4 separate regions of the Sus scrofa genome follow, and regions 2, 3 and 4 are each linked to region 1. The links are chromatin contacts, called in public Hi-C and promoter capture Hi-C maps. All regions are on one chromosome and are shown on one strand. Each heading gives the region's core, a stretch centred on a gene start, on an enhancer-like site or on the middle of the called end of the contact. The rest is flanking DNA. Distances are from core to core; before and after follow the strand shown.

Region 1 (3,257 bases), core at 641-3,140:
GCTCGGATTCAACCCCTAGCCTGGGAACCTCCATATGCCGCAGGTGCGGCCCTAAAAAGAAAAAGAAAAAAAATAGTGCCTCCCTATGAGCCTGTGTGGTAAAAAGCAGATGAGGTCATGCACATGGAGTGACACGTCCAGGGTCCAGGACAGTCCATGGGCTCCATTCATGATGTCTCTTATTTCTCCTAATTAATAAATACTCAGTGAACCCAACTCTGCCCCTGGCCTGTCACAGGGGTCAGGCAGATCTCTTGATTCATTTCACAATCATTTTCTGAGCAGCCATCCTATTAGCCAGGCTCCTAGGACAGGGGGGGTCTTAGCGTTTCCTGCAGTTCTCTGAGGCTGTTCCTCAGTCTCTCCCAGGTAAGGAGCTGTCCCGCCTATGAGCCCAACCCCAGGTTAAGAGTGATAAAACAGGCTCACAATAGGAGCAGCTTAAATAGGACTTGCTTGAAGCCACACAGAGCTGGCACTGGAATCTTGATCCCTGCCCCTCAGGCCAGAGGGGCTGCCCTCGCTTCAGGCTGAATTTTGGCTTTAGACTGCAGTCCATCTCCCTGCTAAAGCTAAAATGGAATTATAATTCCATCTTCAGTCATCATGATGTTAGGGTCTTGTGGAGCAGGGCTGGGCAAACTTTTTCTGTAAAGGACCAGAAAATAAATTATTAGGCTTTGTAGGCCTCTGTCTCAAGTACTCAACCCTGCTATGGTAAGAAAGGAGCCCTAGAGAATACTTATTCAAACAAGCACGGCTGTGTAACACTAAAACTTTATTTGTGGACACACTAGTGAAGTTCATATGATTTTCACATCATGAAATCTTACCCATTTGGGTTTTTTCCAACTCTTGGAATATGTAAAAACCATTCTTAGCTCAAGGGTGATACCAAACAATGAATCTCTGCTCAAGGGGGTTGGAATCCATCCTTTGTGTCTTGGGTTTTTGTTTTGTTTTGGGTTTGTTTGTGTTTTTTGTTTTTTGTTTTTGGCTGCTCCAGCAGAATGTGAAAGTTCCCCAGGCCAGGGATTGAACCAGCACCCCAGCAGTGACCCAAGCAATTACAGTGACAACACTGGATCCTTAACCTGATGCAGCACAAGAGAACTCCACTATTGAGTTTGAGGATTTGGGATGTAAAAAATTGTTGTTATTATTATTGTTGTTGTTGTTGCTGTTGTTACAGGGAGGGGCCAGAGGCCTGGCCAACTACAGGGAGAAGGGATGATCAGTTAATCTGTCCCGCATTTCAGGTGAGGAGTGGAAGACAAGACGTCCTTCATGATGCTTTCTGTTTAAATCAGTTTTTCTTTTCCGTAAAATAGTGACAATGATCTCTATCTTAGAAGATCGTTGTGAAGGTTGAATGAGATAAAGGAAGGTAAGGCGTTTTATAAAATGCAAGTGTTTATTCACTTAATCTTTCTAAAGATGCGAGCTGGGGCTCTCGCACTGACTATTCTTCTGGAAAGCGCACAGCGAAGTTGGATGGGACACTGTCCCTTTAAATCCTTCCCAACTACCTCAAGTACTAGTTGGACGAGTCGGCACATGCGCATTCCTTTGCGGGGCTGGTACCTCAAGCCACAACAGCCTTCCCAGAGCCCTTAGGAGAGAGGTTAAAGGTCCTCCCACACAGAATTTATACGCAAGCGTAAATCAAGATTGGGAGCCCTATATCGTACCGCGAGCCCAGTCCCTTTTTCGCGCCTCAAGGCTCCGCCCCCGCGGCCAATCAGGAGGCCTCGCCCTTCCCAGTGGCCAATGGCAATAAGCGTGGGGGGCGTGGTCAGGCGTCCGGGGGTGCGGCCTGGCGCTAAGAGAAGCGGCGGGGTGAGCCGGGGGCTCTAGTGAACAGCGCAACCGGACGGGGAACGCTGGCGGGCGGCAAGCGGAGGCGGCCCGGGCCCGGCGCTCTCCGAGATGTCACGATGGCTGTGGCCATGGTCAAACTGTGTGAAAGAGCGGGTCTGCCGCTACTTGCTGCACCACTACTTGGGTCACTTCTTCCAGGAGCACCTCAGCCTGGACCAGCTCAGCCTCGATCTATACAAGGGCAGCGTTGCCCTGAGGGATATACACCTGGAAATCTGGGTGAGGATTCAGGCCGGAGCCCTGGAAGGGTCCGAACGGGGAGGAGGGGGCGCAGCGACCTGAGGCTCCTTGCGAAAGAATCGGACTAGGGGACCAGGCACCGGGGTGGAAAGGCCTTGGGCGTCCAGCCCCTTCCAGGGGTCACAGGGACCCCAGCTGATCGCCTCTAGAGCCAGAAGCTGTACGGGAAGGGGGTTCCTGCCTCTGCTTCACAGGAGGGGAAACTGAGACTGAGGATTGGGATGTCACTCATCTGGAGATAAGTGACAGAATAAGCATATCATGTTTGAGGCCCGAGTTGAGCACTTGGTGCCAATGGGGCTTAGGAAAGGGAGGGGAGGGATCAGAGAAACCAGGGGGCCTCTGTTGGGACCAGGCCAGGGAAGTGACAGAGTTTGGGCATATCGCTGGTTAGGGGAGTCTGGAAGAGGTCCAGGACCCTGCTGAGGGCACCTGTGGGAAAGGTGCCCTGACCTCCTAACCCCACGACCCTGGGCCCAGGGGGTGGGGTTCACCGCGGGATATGTATGTCAACAACCGCGTCAGCACCAGTGTTGATCAACACTTTGTGTGGCTGCCTCGCTGCCTTACTTCCTGCTTTGGAGAGAGTGGGATGGACCAAGTTGGTGTTTGGGGAGGGGCTTGGGCATCCGGCATCCCCACCTAGAGGAAAGCCCTCGGAGAAAGGTGGAGAGGCCTGGCCTCAGGCAGAGAAGAGCGACTTTGGGGAAGCAGAGAGGAGTAAAGTCTGGGTCAGGCCTGAGCCTGGGGGCTGTGACTCACCGTTCAGCTGACCTGGGAAGTTGCAAAGTTGCTTAGAGGCACCAGACCGGGTCTGGCACTGGGTCAGCCCCCCAGTCCAAAGTAACAGGGGTGGGCATGGAATCAGGGGCTTCTCAGTCTTCTGGGGGAGCAGACAGGGTGCTCAGCCTTAATACAGTCTGGGCAGGAGAAGCCGGCCTTCCTGAGCAGAGACTCCTGAGCCCGGAGTTGGTGGCACTTCTTGCCTGTGAATCCCGGTGCAGGAGACCTTTTCTGACCTCTGACCTCAGCCTCTTTCTGTGTTCCCACCCACCCTGCCCTCTGGTTAGGGATTTAATTGGCTCCTAGCTAGGCTGCTTTCCTCTTGGCCTCCAGGGAGGGCTTGGGCCGAGGTG
Region 2 (2,886 bases), core at 284-2,783, 160 kb before region 1:
TTCAGGTCAAGGTCAGGACTCATGCCTCTGCTGACTTCTTTTAGCTGACGTTACTGCAGGAAACTCAGTTCCTCTCTGTTTCATCTTAGACTCAGAAATGGCTCCCGAATGTCTGAAAGCCCCATGCGTTCAGCTCGCTTCTGGTACGGCTAGCTACTGCTTGCAGCCACAACTACACCCACAAGTTTGGCTGGCTCTCACTCAACCCTCGACATTGGCAGGGAAGAAATTAGGAGCTTTAATTTCTAGGGACAGACACTAAAGCCCAGAAAGGGAAAAGTGACTTGCCTGAGCTCAAAGCAAGTAACCTAGCTGGACCAGAATCTGGGGCTCCAGCCTCCCAGGCCTGAGTGTCTCACTGTGCTGTTGCTTAGGGAGGGCCTGTTAACTAGTCATGCTGGGCCTGTCCTGATCCCCCCAAGTTGCCCAGGCCTCACCATAACAGATGAGGCGGGTCGTCTCCCGGGTGGCCAGGGGTACGTTGCACAGGCGGCAATTGGGGTTGTAGTCGCTATCTTGGAGCCACTGCAGATAGGACTGGACGATGCACTGGAGTGGGAGAAAGAGATCACAACTGGAGCAAGGGCTCCACAGCCCATCTCCCCAAGGCCCAGATGCCTCTTTTTCTCTCATCACAGAAGAGCCCCATCCTTTCATTTGACCAATGGAAAGACACATATTGAACACATACTGTATGCCAGACTCTGTCTTAAGAACTAGGGATGTAACAGTGAACAAAATCAATTAAGCTCTTGCCCTCGTGGAGCTTCCACTCTAGGGCCAAGACCTTCATGGATTTGGAGGAAGTCAATACCAACTGCCTACCTTGTGCCCTGCACAGGCACTCCCTTGAACACCCACCTTGGCATGATTGGCTACCAGACAGTGCTCGCAGACGTTGACTCGGTGTTCGAAGCAGAACAGGTTGGTCACTTTCCTCTTGGGGCACTTGCAAAGCCCCATAGTCGACCCTGAGGAAGGGGGTCAGAAGTGGCAGGGGACCAGGTTCTGGGGGCCGCCACTACGCACTCACCAACTCAGTTCGTTTCCACTCTTAACCGCCTTCGACACCTCTTGTATTCGCCCCAACCCCACATTCCTGCCCACCGTCCCTCTTCACTCCGAGACACGCCCCCTGCATAAATCCCACCTCCGGAGACCCCCCCATTCCTCCCATATCCCACCCGCGGCCAGACCCCTCCGATACCACCGGCCCCGCCCCCAGGGGCCCCTCCTGAGCCCCACCCCCTCAAGCCCCGCCCCCACCTCCTCCACAGACCGTACTCTGTGTTACCAATCCGGGGCTGCACCGGTCCCCAGAGGCGCGAGCTCCGCTCCGAGCCGCAGAAGGTCAGACTGCGCTCAGCCGAGTTCTCGCTCAGCTTTCTCCAGCTCAGAACGCTCCGATTATCCCTCCGCTGCCACGTCTCTTCCGGGTGCGGCGCGTGCTGATGACGCCAGCGCGCCACTGGCCCCGCCCCTGCAGACGCTAGACGTGGAGGCGGGTGCAAACGGTGTAACCAGGGCTTATCGGTCCTCCCGCCCAACGTCACTTCCGCTTCCTCCCGAGCGAGGCGGGCAATTCGAACGTTTGCGCTTCGGGTTGGCGCGGGAGCGTGCGGCCGTGGCGTCGGCGGCGAAGATCGAGCCCAAGGCTAGACATGTCCGAGAGGCGAACGCGGTCCGGAGGGGCCGCCCAGAGCTCCGGTGAGCGGAGGGCGCGAGGGAGAGATGGGGCTGAGCCGTTTGAGGGACGCAGTTCCGTGAGGAAGGCCCTCCCGCCACCCTCACTGCCTTTGGAGGCTTGTTCCCCGCCCAGGAAGGTGTCCACAGAGGGCTTGTTTGGGAGACTCTCTCGCTCTCTCCAGAACCTGAGGACTCTAAACTCTAAGGTCTAGAGTCCTCCCCCGCCTCCTAAATTTTTCTCTTTCCAGGGCCCAGGACCCCAACTCCTACTCAGTCTCTAAGGAGGTCCCAGCGGAAATCAGGCTCTGATCTTCCAAGCACCTTCCCAGAAATCCGGCCTAAGGTGAGCCCGGGATTCCTCAGTCCTCCTGCTCCGGAGGCCCCTGGACGAATGCAGAGCTCATGTTCACCCCTCTTCCTCCAGGCACCCCAGGCGGCTCCAGTCCGAAAGCCCATCGTCTTGAAGAAGATCGTGGCCCATACTGTAGAGGTGAGGGCTGAGAGAGGGTTTGAGCACGGGGAGCCAGAATAGGGGGCCGGCTGTGTGATCACTTAATGTTGTCTCCACAGACTCCATCTGTTCCCACGCCTCGAAGAAGCCCCAGGGTAAGTTCGTTTTCATTTTCTTAGTTGAAGGCAACCCAGGACACTCGAGCTGGGGCGTAATGGCTGCTCACATCTGCCTGGGGAGCTGTTTTTGTTGTATTTTGAAATAATTTACCTTTGGATACCTGCATGTGTTGCCAGTTTGGCTCACTTCTTGCATACTTGCGGTGTCTAGCTATTGTTGCGCTGGTATTCTCTACCATTTTCCTTTAAAAGTTGAGCTGTGGTTTTTTTTTTTTTGTCTTTTTAGGGCTGCACCTGCGGCATATGGAGGTTCCCAGGCTAGGGATCTAGTTGGAGCTGTAGACACTGGCCTACACCAGAGCCACAGCAATGCGGTATCTGAGCCGCATCTGCGACCTACACCACAGCTCACGGCAACGCCAGATCCTTAACCCACTGAGCGAGGCCAGGGACCGAACCTGCAACCTCATGGTTCCTAGTTGGATTTGTTTCCGCTGCGCCACGACGGGAACTCCAAGAGTTGAACTGTTTTAATTACTTTTTCTAGTCTGTTGTCCTTAGTATAGTATAATGTCCTTAACTGTTTTAGCAGAAATCATAGTTAAGGAGTTTCAGTAACAAGATCTGTGC
Region 3 (3,121 bases), core at 79-2,578, 200 kb before region 1:
TGCTTCTTCAGCATATGGAGGTTCCCAGGCTAGGGGTCCAGTTGGCGCTGTAGCTGCCGGCCTGCGCCTGCGCCACAGCGGCGTCTGTGACCTACACCCCAGCTCACGGGCAACGCCAGATGATCTTTAACCCACTGATCGAGGTCAGGGATCCAACCTCCGTCCTCCTGGATACTAGTCAGATTCGTTTCCCCTGAGCCACTGCGGCAACTCCCAGTTAGGGAATTTAGAATCAGACAGACCCGTTGCCAATCCTGGTACTTCTTAAATGTCTGAACCTCCGTTGTCTCACGTATAAAATGAGGACAGCACCACCTAGTTCATAAACTTATGATTGATGATTAAATGAGACGACGGAGGAAAACTCCAGGCACAAAGTGGGCGGTGCATTAGCTCCATTCTGTCAACGAGCCGACTGGGTTGGCTGAAGAAGACACAGACTATGAGCACAGCCCAAGTCTGGGGAAGCTGTGGCTACCGGCCAGGATTGAAAGGATCGCAAAGCACGCCGCATGGAAGTCAATCCCTTTGCAAAGAACATTCCCATCCCAAGATTAGCCAGAATTAAAGATGTTTTCGCCTCGGTCCCAGGAACCTCTCCCTTTCGTGGTGCAGCAACTGTCTCCGTCTGGCAGACCCTGAACCCCTGCCCACCGACTGCGCCTTCGCTACTCTCTGTTCCCAGGAGTAAGATCTAACCCCAGGCAACGCTACCTTCCGCCCCTAGCAACCGCTCACCTGCTTTTCTCTTCCCATAGGTTAACCGATTTCCTTTCTTCTTCTTACTGGTCCGCGTAACTCCATTTCGACCAATCTATAGCAGCCACGGAGACCCAACTCACTCCCACACAACTGGGGGAGATCAAGGAGGATACAAGTCGTTTTTCCTGAACCCATTTCTCTTAGAAAGCATCTAATTTATCAATTTGTTGTGACTCCCCCTGGAATGAGTATCTAAGACATCTTATTTCTCTTAGGCCTGTATGTCTGTCCCTTGCATACTCCCCCCTCCAAATGGTACGGCCCGCACAACGCGCGGAGGAGTGGGGGGGCCGCCTTCCAGCCGCTTTGAGAGCCGGAGTCCGCCGCTAGGTTGAGTCCACTCAGCGGCCAAGACGATACCATCTGTGACTAATAGGGAGACTCTAATCCTCTCCAAGTTGCCTTAATTCCGCTCAGACCACCTCTCGCATCTTTCACTCGAACAGTGGGCACGAACGCCAGAAGGGTGGAGGGACTACTGCTCTTGGCACCAGGGAGAATGAGCAGGGCGCACAAGGGACCGGGGCACTTGGTACGGTCCACGCCCCGCCCCGCCCCGCCCCGCCGGAAGTGAGGTGTCTCACCCCCGAAGTTCCGGCTCGCAGGGGGTGGGGAGTGTTGTTAACCGGAGCCGCCTCCGCAGTCGCGGGGACTGAGCGGGCTCGCGGCGCTGGGCTCCTGGTGAGTGGGCGGGGGTCGGACCCGGGTTGTGGTTGGAGTAGGGGCCTGGACCTTTCCCCTTGAGGTCCCCGGGGTCGGCGCGCCCCCTCAGCCCCGCCGCCAGCTTTCGGCCTGTCAGCTGGAGATAGTTGCCCGCGCGGCCGCGCTCGCAGAGGCTGGGCCCCGCCTGCGACACTCGCAGCTCCTGGCGCTTACAGGTGCGCGGCCGCGGGGTCGACCCGGGTCCCTCTCCGTCCCGCCCCTGCATCCTGGCGGTCGGCCGTTTCTCCGGTGCCCCGAGTTGACACTTCCCCAGGGGGTTGGGGGGCGCCAGGGTTCCAGGCTGACGTACCCCGCCCGCTCCCGCCGGGCGCGCGTTGGAGCTGCCCACCCTGGCAGAGCTGTCACCGACGCTGTCGCCTACCCGGCGGCGCCCCCCAGCGCCTTGGCCTCTCCCGGTCCAGGCCGCCCATTCCCGCTTCTGGAGATTTCTGCGTTTGCATCCCACCCCATCACCGTCACTTTAGGGTCAGTGGGAGCAGTTCCCTCCTCCGACGCTGCTGCCTTTCCTCATTCTTCCCTAGAGGCGGCGGTTTGGCAGGCAGCGTGGAAAGAGTCCTAGCTTTGAAACAAGACTGACCCGGGCTCCAGGCCTTGCGTCAGTGTGGTCGCTTAACCCCTTTGAGGCTCAGTCTTGCCACTTGTGGAATGGGGGAGCATGGGCTCTTCTCGATGCGATGATGGGGGAATGAGGCTTTTCTTTCCCCGGTGTGTTAACACTGCGTCTCAGGAGCTGGGCTAGGTTTGCACGGGGTGGCATCACACAGCTGTGACCTTACCTTTCCTCTCCCACGCAGGTCCCCAGGCCAGGGCAATGTTCCGCACCGCCGTGATGATGGCGGCCAGCCTGGCGCTGACCGGGGCCGTGGTGGCTCACGCCTACTACCTCAAGCACCAGTTCTACCCCACTGTGGTGTACTTGACCAAGTCCAGCCCCAGCATGGCCGTGAGTTCAGGGCTCAAGGAGGGAGGAACTCTCTGGGAGGGAAGGAGGAGTCATCTTGAGCCAGGGGTGGGGCTCGAGCTCAGGTAAGTAGGAGAAAAATCGAGGGAGCCCACAGGCAGGGGGAGCTTTGAATAAATTAGTGATGGGGGGTGTGGAGAGGTTCCTGAATGGTGAGCCCCAAGCAGCGCGGAGCAGAAAGCCGGCTCAAACCATAGCCTCTCCTCCTCACTCCTAGGTCCTGTACATCCAGGCCTTCGTCCTTGTCTTCCTCTTGGGCAAGGTGATGGGCAAGGTGTTCTTTGGACAGCTGAGGGCAGCAGAGATGGAGGTAAGGTGTTCCTGGCCCCAAGGTGAGGGGCAGAGAGCTGGGCAGGCAGAATGTCTGAGCTCCACATCACTCGTTGCCAACCCCTAGCACCTTCTGGAACGTTCCTGGTATGCCGTCACTGAGACGTGTCTGGCCTTCACTGTCTTTCGGGATGACTTCAGCCCCCGCTTTGTTGCCCTCTTCACTCTCCTCCTCTTCCTCAAGTGTTTTCACTGGCTGGCTGAGGACCGTGTGGACTTTGTGAGTCGGGTCGGGGGAGATTTTCTGGAGCGGCTGGGGGGCAGGCTTGTGGAGTGGGCGCTGGGTTGGGGATGCAGGATGAGCTCCAGCCTCCCTGACAGGCCCCTTTCTCTGCTCTGCTTCAG
Region 4 (2,876 bases), core at 189-2,688, 130 kb after region 1:
AGTCTTCATAAAGACTCTACCTATAGATGACTAGTAATTTCTTTCTTTCTTTTTTTTTTTTTTTTAGGGCCACACTGCAGCCTATGGAAGTTCCCAGGCTAGGGGTCGAATCAGAGCTACAGCTGCCGGCCTACACCACAGCCACAACAACACAGGAGCGGAGCCGTGTCTGCAACCTACACTACAGCTCATGGCGAGGCCAGATCCTTAACCAACTGAGCAAGGCCAGGGATCGAACCCACATCCTCATGGTTCCTAGTCGGGTTCGTTAACCGCTGAGCCAGGAAGGAAACTCCGACCCTGATAATTTCTATGTCTGTTTTACTATTGAGATTTAGAACTTTTTATACCATTTACTAGCTAAGTCTTTGCCTTGTTGGAGAATCTTTTTCCAGACTTCTCTGTTTCACTAATTTGCCTTTCCCACAACAATACCACATTGTTTCATTATTGTATCTTTTATATGCGTATCCTCTGGAAAAGCAAGCTCCTCTCAACCTCATTTACAAGTTTCCCCACTATTTCCATAGTTATTATTTGATATGACATGATTTAATCAACCCCAATCACGTTGGGAATTCTAATTCCAATGCACTGTATCTGTAAACCAATTTTCGGAATTGACAACTTCATATTGCTTTCTATCTAAGATACCTGTACCTCCATCGGCTCAGATACCATTTTTAATCCCTTAGTAGGACTCTACTTTGTAGCTTTTTTCCCCATTTTTAATTTTTTTCAAAGAAAACAGGAAGTCTCCTTTTACCTGAGTCGTCAACGGATCAAGTTTACGGGCGCGCGCCAGCCCCTCCCCCGTCCCTCGGTTCCGGGTTACCATGGGAATCGAGGATTGACGTCATCTAGGGCTTCCGCGCCGGACCGAAGATCGACAGGGAAGCCAGGGCCTGAAAGGCGGCTCTGACCATCTACGCATGCGCGCTCTTGCTCCACTCCTCCCCGACCTTAAATCTCATTCGGCCTGGGCTTTTCCGGCGCGACCTCTCGCTTAAACCCGGCGAGACTACTCCCCGTGGGAGGGGAGTAGAGAAAGAATCGAAACAGCGACAGCCAATCCCATGACACTACGACGCAATCGTGATTGATTGACTCCATCAATTCCAGCCAATGATAGAGCTGTTGGCCCCACACGTCATAGAATTTGCCCCACCCGATCCCCTCCTTTCTGGACTCCGAGCTCAGTCCGCGCAGTAACAAATGAAGTGCGCGCTGCGACACCTCCCAGCTCGCCAGGCTCGGCCGCCATTTCCTCGCCAGGCCTAACGGTCCGGCCAATCCCAACGCACATCGAGAAGGGCTAAGGCTCCACCAATCGGAGGCCGCAGATTTCGACCCCTTGCCTCGGCCCGGGCCAATCCAGGCTCCGGCCCCGTCGCCCCCGGCCCGCCCCCGCGGCGCCCTCTCTCCTCCCTCTTTGTGCGTCTCGCGCCGCCGCCGCCGCCGCCGCCCGCCCGCCGCGTGAGAGGACGGGATCCGCGCGCTCCGCGGAACGCAGTCAGGTTCCCTCCCCTCGGAAGAGTCACGAAGGAGAAGCCGTCGCCGCCGAAAAGGAGCCGCCGGTGCCGGTCCCCGGGGGCGCCATGGCGACTGGAGCGAACGCCACGCCGCTGGGTAAGCTCGGCCCCCCCGGCCTTCCCCCCATCCCCGGCCCCAAAGGGGGCTTCGAGCCGGGGCCACCGCCTGCCCCCGGGCCTGGGGCGGGGCTGCTGGTGCCCGGGCCGCCGCCGCCCCCGCCTGTGGGCTCGGTGGGGGCCCTGACCGCGGCCTTCCCTTCGCGGCGCTGCCTCCGCCACCGCCGCCGCCGCCGCCGCCGCCCCCCCGCCTCCCCAGCAGCCGCCGCCGCCGCCGCCCTCCCCGGGCTCCTCGTACCCACCGCCGCAGCCGCCCCCTCCGCCGCCGCTCTACCAGCGCGTGTCGCCACCGCAGCCGCCGCCGCCGCCACCCCAGCCGCCGCGTCAGGACCAGCAGCCGGGCCCGGCCGGCGGCGGAGGAGGTGAGTCGGGCCGAGAGAGCGCGAGAGGCGCCGCGCGGATGGGCCCGGCCGGCTGAGGGGCGCGCGGCGGTGGCGACGGCGGCTGCACGCGGCAGGGGCGCGCGCGCGCACGGGGAGGCCCGGGCGGAGGCGCCACGGGGCGCGCGGCCTGGTTCTCGGGCCTCGAGTGCGCACGCGCGGTAGGGGAAGGGGTGGGGGCACGGCGGGAGGAGGTTTGTTGCGCGCAGGCGCAGTGTGGCGGCCGGGCCTTAAGGCCCCCACTAAAATCTGGCGGGAGCTCTCTTGTTCTCCACTCCTAGTGTAGGGGAGTGGTGTGGAGGGGTCGAGTGGGTGGATGGGGTGCTGGGTGTGCATGTCTGGAGGGCTTGGAAGGGTCAACTGATGACGTGGAACATCCTTTTCTGGTTGTAGAAGAGTCGTAAAGGGAGGAAAGTACAGAGAGTAGCTCCTCTGTTTCTACAGTAAGGCAGCGTTTTCATTGCAGAGAATGAAAGAGATTGAAAGTCTTTAGGGGATGGTTGGGTCCGGTTTTTTGGTGTGTGTGGGGGGGTTCATTTTGGGGAAGGAAATTCTCCTTCTTATCTTCCTTTATGTACCTTAAAAGAAGTCTGACCCGCCTTCCTCTCTTGAGGCTTCCCCTTAGGCCTAGCTCCTGAGAAGTGGAACACTTTTGTGAACCAAGTGCTAGGGAGTTCTGCCTGTGGACTAGGGTAGGAGGATTTGGCTACTATTGTGTAGCTTGTTTTTTGTTGACCTTTTGATGTATCCTTTAGACATTAAGTGACCAACTAACTGGCCAGGAAAACTCAACGCTGATCTTAGCTAAACTTAGAAAGAAAGTGATCTTGCTGAAGGAACTTTTTCA

The links. Promoter capture Hi-C pulls out the DNA fragments that hold promoters and counts their contacts. Hi-C and Micro-C count contacts between places; a contact is called where the count stands out from the background.
Region 2: a contact with region 1 is called in a promoter capture Hi-C map of liver, with 5 times the contacts expected there. The contact joins the promoter of CDCA5 here to the promoter of ATG2A in region 1. A contact is called at or near these places in 3 of 5 promoter capture datasets (fetal liver and liver), 1 of 47 Hi-C or Micro-C datasets (liver) and 2 of 2 datasets of contacts at active chromatin or transcription factors (alveolar macrophages and skeletal muscle).
Region 3: a contact with region 1 is called in a promoter capture Hi-C map of liver, with 2.9 times the contacts expected there. The contact joins the promoter of SYVN1 here to the promoter of ATG2A in region 1. A contact is called at or near these places in 1 of 5 promoter capture datasets (liver) and 1 of 2 datasets of contacts at active chromatin or transcription factors (alveolar macrophages).
Region 4: a Hi-C map of liver shows a contact between it and region 1, with 2.8 times the contacts expected there. The contact joins the promoter of SF1 here to the promoter of ATG2A in region 1. A contact is called at or near these places in 1 of 5 promoter capture datasets (liver), 1 of 47 Hi-C or Micro-C datasets (liver) and 2 of 2 datasets of contacts at active chromatin or transcription factors (alveolar macrophages and skeletal muscle).

Annotation. Positions count from the first base shown.
Region 1 is chr2:7,260,141-7,263,397 of Sscrofa11.1, forward strand. It overlaps ATG2A (autophagy related 2A), which reads left to right and starts at 1,891. Exons shown (of 43, transcript NM_001190278.1): 1 at 1,891-2,100. The coding sequence starts at 1,930.
Region 2 is chr2:7,102,115-7,105,000 of Sscrofa11.1, forward strand. CDCA5 (sororin) reads left to right here and starts at 1,534. Exons shown (of 6, transcript XM_003122566.5): 1 at 1,534-1,707; 2 at 1,935-2,029; 3 at 2,111-2,176; 4 at 2,257-2,292. The coding sequence starts at 1,662. ZFPL1 (zinc finger protein-like 1) reads right to left here and starts at 1,467. Exons shown (of 8, transcript XM_021082868.1): 1 at 1,285-1,467; 2 at 862-971; 3 at 438-549. The coding sequence starts at 963.
Region 3 is chr2:7,058,116-7,061,236 of Sscrofa11.1, forward strand. It overlaps SYVN1 (E3 ubiquitin-protein ligase synoviolin), which reads left to right and starts at 1,329. Exons shown (of 16, transcript XM_003122541.4): 1 at 1,329-1,443; 2 at 2,280-2,428; 3 at 2,664-2,756; 4 at 2,844-2,996. The coding sequence starts at 2,297. SPDYC (speedy protein C) reads right to left here and starts at 1,340. Exons shown (of 8, transcript XM_021082865.1): 1 at 739-1,340.
Region 4 is chr2:7,389,857-7,392,732 of Sscrofa11.1, forward strand. It overlaps SF1 (splicing factor 1), which reads left to right and starts at 1,439. Exons shown (of 15, transcript XM_003122587.5): 1 at 1,439-1,782; 2 at 1,785-1,846; 3 at 1,849-2,011. The coding sequence starts at 1,599.